2 separate regions of the Mus musculus genome follow, and region 2 is linked to region 1. The links are chromatin contacts, called in public promoter capture Hi-C maps. All regions are on one chromosome and are shown on one strand. The core of a region is the stretch at or near the end of the contact, and the rest is flanking DNA. Distances in the headings are between cores, read along the strand shown.

The links. Promoter capture Hi-C pulls out the DNA fragments that hold promoters and counts their contacts.
Region 2: a contact with region 1 is called in a promoter capture Hi-C map of liver, with 2.4 times the contacts expected there. The contact joins the enhancer-like site here to the promoter of Cxcl12 in region 1. A contact is called at or near these places in 9 of 39 promoter capture datasets (the 3T3-L1 cell line, 3T3-L1-derived adipocytes, cranial neural crest and 4 more), 15 of 484 Hi-C or Micro-C datasets (the 3T3-L1 cell line, the C2C12 cell line, adipose-derived mesenchymal stem cells and 6 more), 2 of 115 datasets of contacts at active chromatin or transcription factors (craniofacial prominence and large pre-B cells) and 2 of 9 other capture datasets (adipose tissue and embryonic stem cells).

What each region holds. Positions count from the first base shown.
Region 1 is chr6:117,167,191-117,170,795 of GRCm38.p6, reverse strand. It overlaps Cxcl12 (chemokine (C-X-C motif) ligand 12), which reads right to left and starts at 2,261. Exons shown (of 3, transcript NM_021704.3): 1 at 2,080-2,261. The coding sequence starts at 2,140.
Region 2 is chr6:117,274,537-117,278,049 of GRCm38.p6, reverse strand. No RefSeq gene overlaps it. Among named protein-coding and RNA genes, the nearest start is that of Cxcl12, 110 kb to the right of the region's middle. Within about 2 kb of position 1,464, at least 4 of the 459 cell types and tissues checked have an H3K27ac peak or open chromatin away from gene starts, as enhancers often do. A contact at or near this core is called in liver, where this site is marked.

The DNA.
Region 1 (3,605 bases), core at 1,012-3,511:
CTGAGAATAGTTAGCCCCAGGATTTTAAGTTTGCTTATTTAGAGTTCCAGGAGACTTCTGGGTATTCTGAAGTTCACTGCCTTTGGGAAGCAGCTGGAGAAGTGGACCGAATTAAATATATGATGGGATTATCTTCTTCTGCAAGCATTATTTAGCTAAGGGATGCATGCCCCAGGAAGGGTAGTGTCTTTAGACTCTAAAGCATAGGAAAACCAGACTTCAGGTACAGACCAAAGTCTAATCCAGCTCTGCTGCCACCCTGGACTTGGGAATCTAGAGAGCTTGGCTTAGGGAACCAGGGGTCCATTCAATCTAACAAGCCTGGCAAGCCTGCTGCTCTGGGTTTAACCAAAGAAGCCTCCGGTGTCTACTATCTAGCTTCTGAGTTGGAGTAGCTGATGGGAAAAGACAGGAACCACAGCAAGGTTAGCCGTGCTGCAACTTGAGGGCTGTGTAAGATCAGAGGGCACACAGGCACTAGGAGGTAAAAAAGTTCATTCGGGCAGCACAATGGGGTCCTGCCTAGAGAACAGGTCTGATCCAGACACTGTCAACAATCCGACTCTTCCTAGGGTCAGAATATGTTGAGGGTGAGACAACTTTTACTCTGGATAATTGCACTCCAACCTTGAGGACCTGAGTCCTACATTCTTGCCCCATACCTAACTTGCCAGAGGCTGTGACCCTTGCAACATCACCAGCTCATTCAATTATTAATGCCCAAATCAATGTGCTCCATGACGGGGCACTGGGGGACCAGTGGGAAGGCTCAGCCTCCCGGGTGTTCTCGGTAACAAAAAAAAAAAAAAAAAAAAAAAAAAAAATCGAAACTGCCTTTCATTTCTTTTTTTTTACTACTCCGATCAGCAACTGACTATTCTTTTACAGAACATTTCCCTCGGACTAGGCAACTCCAACCATTCCCGTACCCCGTTGTCACAGGGAAAGAACCCAAACGAACGAGTTGGTGTACTTGGGCAGCATTTAGAGCTCAGTCTCACCAAGAGCCCCGACTGTCCCTCAGTTCTCTCCAGGAAACACCACTGCGGAGGAAGGCAGGGGATCGACTAGTAGGATTTTGTTTTGTGTTCAGAGGCAATGGTTTGTTTTGTTTTGCAGCAACGGTGTCTTGTAACAGCGCTGAGAGTTTTCTCTTCAGTGTCAAAAAAAGAAAACAAAATGAAAGCCCTTTCCCAGTGAAAGAAGACACCACCCTGGGTCTGGGAGACTGAACTCCGCTGCAGCTCTCATTCCAGAGCTGAGGACTCCGGGGCTGGCTACAAAAGCGCCCGTTTGCAGGTGTGTTTGGGGGTTGGGGAGAGGTGTGCATATAGCTTGGGTAACTGCTGAGCCTTTGTCTAGTGACCCGGGTAAGAAGAAAAAGGGGCAGTGAAGAGACGCGTGCTCAGGTCCGCGTCGCTACGGACCAACGAACTGTGCAGAAGCGCGGCCCTGGCTGGCAGCGCGAGTTCAAGAGCTGCGCTGCGCTGCTGGTGGCCCTGAGCCCCTCGAGGGTGCTGTAAGAGAACACGCTACACCCGCAGGGGACGAAACTCAGCCTCACCACTGAACCTATAGCCAAGCCATGCACTTCGAGCTACTTGACCGGTCTTTGAGAGTTTGCTGACACACGCACCACCCGAGTGAACCTCTTGCACGGTCAACTCCGGGACCGCGCTGCCCTTCGCCTCTGGAAACATCTGGGCGCCGGTAGACACTAGCTGAGTGCAGCTGGCGCGCTCCGGGGCCCAAGCCCCGGACACAATCGCCCACGCTTCCATTCCGCGCCGAACCCACTCTTGCCCAACAATCCTGCGGGTCCTCCCCTGCAGCCCTCTCTAGGTCCTATGGCCGCACTTCGCAGAGCACAAAACCTCGGTGCGACCCGTGGGACACGGGAAAGGGCACCCGGTGGGAGTGCGCCCTGCAAAGTGGACTGCCCCAAGTTCGCTTGTAGTGAACGGCGCCGACCGAGTTCTTTCTCCGCGACTTCGGCGCGGGCAGAGGAACCGCGGACCCGAAGGAGCTCCGGCGCAGAGCTGCGAGCCTTTCCCGGGCCCGGCCGCGGATTGCACTCACCGTCACTGATGCAGAGCGCGGCCAGCACCAGGGCCAGCACGGCGACGACCTTGGCGTCCATGGCGTGGGCGGGAGGGCGCGCCGGAGGCTGCAGAGCTGGACAGCAAGAGGACACCGAGGTGGACCGAGAGTGAAAGTGCGGCAGCGGGAGGCGAGCGCTGGGCGCTTTAGAGGCGAAAACCAGGCGGGGCGGGGCGGGGCTCATCAAGGGGCGGGCCTGGAGTGTGGCTGGGGTCTCTGACGCGCATCCCCTGCGGAGCAGCCGCCCTTCCAGTTCCCTACCTACCCACCCCCTTCTTGGCGCCCTCAGTGTCCGCGGCTCCGCTGGGTGCTGAGACCTTTGATCTTCCCAGTCCCCAACTTGGGCGGGCTCTTTGGACCTGAATTGTAAAGAGGCTGGGTCGTAGAGCTTAATGCTCCCATCCTGCAGATAGAGAAACTAAGGGGCTGTCAAAGGCACAAGCCGTGAAATAAGAACCTGAGAGACGAAACAGTCTGTTTCGCCGCATCCAAAAGTTGCCAGAGTACCCTTTCTTTCGTGCCAGGAACTTAAGCTGACCCACCTCATGTCCAGGGTGTCTGTGCCGCAGTGGACTGCTAGGCTTAGGGCAACGTGGACCAATCTACAGTTAGAATAACTTGGATTCCCAGCCAAAGTCTCACTACAGTCATTCCCGGGAAGATGCATTCTAACGTAGGGCTGCGCTACCGAGCAAAGAGACCAAACAGGTCTCCCAGAGATACTCAGTATCGTGAATTTTCTTTGCCACCTCCCCTCTGTACCCCTATTCTCTCGACTGGGGGTGGGTGGATGGTACGAATAGTGGGTGGGTGATTACAACTCTCACCCTGCAGAATGGAAACGGAGGAGAAATGACTGGGTCTCACTCCCGCGAAACGTCCTGATTCTCTGTGCTTGGTTTTAATGTGTGTTCAGTTAATGGAAGCTGGAAACAACTTCTTAAACTTCAGTGTTTCCTGCCTTTCCAGAAGAAAGTCCAGTGTTCTAAAAAGGACCAAAGAGTTCCCTAAGGCCCCGCTCCCTAAAACCCTGCTTCAGAAAGTGGTCATTGGCGCTTTACAAATAGACCCATTGGTGTTCAGCCCTGCCAATAGATCGTTGTGTTCCACTCTGGTCAACCAAAACAACCCCAACCCGGGTGTGGGGAGACACGGGGGAGGGGGCAGACTGAATCTTGGAGGGCTAGAGGCTTTGGGCAGCGTCCTTTGGACCTTCCACTGCCACAGGCAGTGTTGGCCATGCTTCGACCACTTTTCCCACATAGCCAATTAGCGATTTGGATTCTGTTATCATGTTCACCCAAGGGAGTGCACAACAGAGACTTGCCTCTGTCTCAGGGCAATCTGGGAATCATATTTGTGAAGCAGTGGCCAGGACCTTTGGGCCTGGGGCTCCACCTAGGGACTAAAGAAGGGTGGAGAAGGTCAAGAGGAAAATGTTCCAGCCATGAGAGTATCTTAAACAATTCCGCTAAGCACTTTGCATCCATTCATTTGTCAGACAC
Region 2 (3,513 bases), core at 215-2,714, 110 kb before region 1:
AGAAGGGGTGGAATTATGGAGACTAGGTCACAAATAAAACCTTTTGGAATGTTTTTAAGAAACAAAGTTCATCATTCCCCAAACTTACAGGCCACCCATCTCCAATGCTCACCATCTTGTCAACCCTTAAAGCAACCGATAGCTCTTTAGATCTCTGTAGACTACGAAAAGTCAACCTGCAGGGAGTTCCTTTAATTCTCACAAAATTTTCTATCATATTTGTGTGTGTGTGTGTGTGTGTGTGCTAAACAAAAGATGCGTCCTCTTGTCTTCGCCACACTCTAGTCTTTACTCCTAGGGGCCTAAACGCTGAGCTCAGATGATCCATGTATTCTGGATGGGTGATAGTAGCCAGTGAAATGTCCCCTGTTGTGAGCAGAGGGAGCCCACATGCCTGAGGCTTTATCTTCTCAAGCAACAGAGAAGAAGGGAAAAAAATACAAACCGGGTAATTTAAGAACATGTCAGCAATTTGGCAAACAAGGCAGAAGTCAAAAGCCACGTGAGTTCATAAATAAGCCACAGATCCTGTCTGGATTTAGTCAAAATACCCAAAGGCTTTTGCCTATTGACAGCACGTTGGTTTCAGTTGATGCTGGTGGTCTGCATAGAACCTGCTGCATCGAAGAATAAGTGTGTGCAGACTGGTGTGGGTCTGGATGAAGACTCAGAACAAAGGCTCCCAGAGGACCTCAGAGGTAGAGGTGTGAGACAGAAGGAAGCAGACCACCTCTTGCCTGTAGTCTATCAATGTGTCATTGGAATGGTAACAGCGCCGATGGAGCTGGTACTCAGAAAGAAAAAGCTCTGCAGATTAGGGCATGTGACCAGTCCCTTGATCTAAGCCCAGAAACATGGGGAACAGATGCAATCCTGAGTGAATGTGTACTGTTGACCTCAGCATGACCATGTCAAGGACCCCGAATGCCTACAGACAATGGTATTGTGAGGGCTCAGACTTAAGCAATAAACTAACCCTCGGTGAACTCATGACATGACGACATCACTGAGAGTTACTGAAAGGTAGAAGTAAAGGAAGTAGGTCACTGGGGTGAGCTTGGGAGCTAGCTCTGCCCTGGCCTCATCCTGTGTCCCCTTCTCTCTGCTTGCTGTCTGCCCTGAGGTGAAAATCACCCCTGTCATGCTCCACTACTGCCCTGATTTCTTGGTCAAGCACCTGAGACCAAGTAGCCACAGACAGAGCCTTCTGGAACCATGGCACAAATAAAGCTTTCCTCTTTCATGTTCTGTCAGACACTTTGGTCACAGAGATGTTTTCCCTCTTGAGATCGTCTATTTGCCTTTATACTTATTTATCAGAGGATTGGGAAACAGGAGGAAGAATTCACCTCACATCATGGGACGTTTTTGTCAGCACCAAGATTTTTACCCTCAGCATAGTGGAAGGTTCCAGATATTTTGACCCATTTGCCATGCCATATCAGGGGAAAGTACAAAGGATATGTTGATTCCCTGGAATTTCATAAACTGAGTTGGATTCAGAGTGGAAAGCTGAGACCCATGAGACCAGGGTTTGCACTAACAGTAGGTAACAGAACACCTGAGCCAGAAGCCTGGGTATCGTGCACCTACAAACCCTGAAGACCTGAAAGTTCTTCCTGCACACTTTGCAGATCAGAATTCTAAGAAAGGACAGCTGTCCCAGTCACTGCACTATCATATGGCAACACTAGGGGAGGAGAGAGAGAGAGAGAGAGAGAGAGAGAGAGAGAGAGAGAGAGAGAGGGAGGGAGGGAGGGAGGGAGGGAGGGAGGGAGGGAGGGAGGGAGGGAGGGAGGGAGGGAGGGAGAGAGAGAGAGAGAGAGAGAGAGAGGGAGAGAGACTGGCATTGGCCCAGCAAGCACAGAGATCAGAGCGACAAAGAAAGACAGAACACCTTTGCACTTAGCACCTAGATGCAGCACCCGCTTGGCCATTGGCTAACTGCTGGACTTTCTATTCTAGGGTCAAAGTATGGGTTGTGTTTCTGACACCACAGCACTGATATCACAGGGGTTGAGTGGGGTACACTTTAATTACCCAAAGATACATCTGTGTCTGGTTCCCGCAGCCTGTAAATACCACCGTATGACTAAAGAGGTGAGAAAGGCTTTGAGAGGAACTCACCTCGGGGTACCAGGTGCCCCTAATGCTATCAAATCTATCCTTAGACCCACAACAGCCTGCTGAAGATCCAGCCACACATTGGAGTGATGCCATCGCTGCCCAGAAATGTTAGGATGGTGACCAAGCTGAAAGGGGAGGGAAGGAGCAGGCTGCAGAGCCTCAGTGGGAAGCCAGGCTCTGCCGACATCTTGACCTCAGTCTCCTGGCCTCCAGAACTGTTGTCAAAAGCTGCTGAGTTTGTGGCCATTTCTTACCACCATATCTGGAGACTTACTCAGTAGGTAAAGCTTTCACAGCCTTGAGAAAAATGAAATCAGACATTAGGCCCCTGAGCCATCTCAGAAGACCAGCCGCAGACCAGTGTCACAACAAGCTGCCCACACAAACAGCACTGCAATGTGCCTAGAGGGGGGCTACAAGGACCCTGTCCCCAGAGTTTGGAAATCAAGACACCCAGGTTTGAGGCTTAGGAGGAGACTTGAGGAAACACGACCCTTCTGAACAGGTTTTCACACAGCTCTGTTTTCAAATGTACACTCTTCGGGGACCATTTTTTCTACTCTAGGCAGGAAATGGCATCTCATTTCTTGTACTGGCTACATAGTATCTATCTCACGGAAGAAAGGCCGAATGGGGAGAGAAGTCTGTTTAAAGTTTAGGTTGATTAGTGGTAGCCATGACTGCTGACAGACAGAAACTGGCCTACGCCAGTGTGAGTGACAGGCTTTGTGCAAGAAGGCGGTGCATCTCATGAAAACTGGAGAGAGCATATTTCTCTCCGAGAAATGCTGATTTCATCAATGTGACACTGAGCTTAAACAAAGGTATTGAAGGAGCCAAAGCCGCAGACCACACATGAAAACAGTCACTCGGGGATATCAGGTGGCAGCCTAACTAAGAATGGCAGGAAGAAGTCATGAGAGGGAAAATGACCAGGACATGAACTTGAGACAAGTTTTACTGCTCAGATGCATATGTGTCTCCCAACCCCAATAGAGCCACAGACACCATCACAAGGCATGAAGCTTGGCTCAGGTGTCCTGAGACCCTCAGACGGGTGAGAGGCAGGTGTGGTATTGGCATCAGCCACATTGCAAGCTTACTGGCTGGTCTGACACCCGAAGCTTGTATACACATCAGTGGGAAAATAGCCGGTGAAGATCCTGTCTGAGGGAGGTTTCAGAGTGGACTCTGGCACATGCCTGCCATTCCCGTCGCACTCTCCCAGCCCCAGCAAGCCCTCGAGGCCCTTCTGCCTGGCTAGCCTCGTACCTGGACGTTTACTAGCACTCACCAAGAGCTTGCCGGGTGGTGCTCAGATCTGCTACTCTGACTGGGTTTCTGACAAAGCTTTGCTCTGGGCCTCCTATCCTGGTATCATAGCTC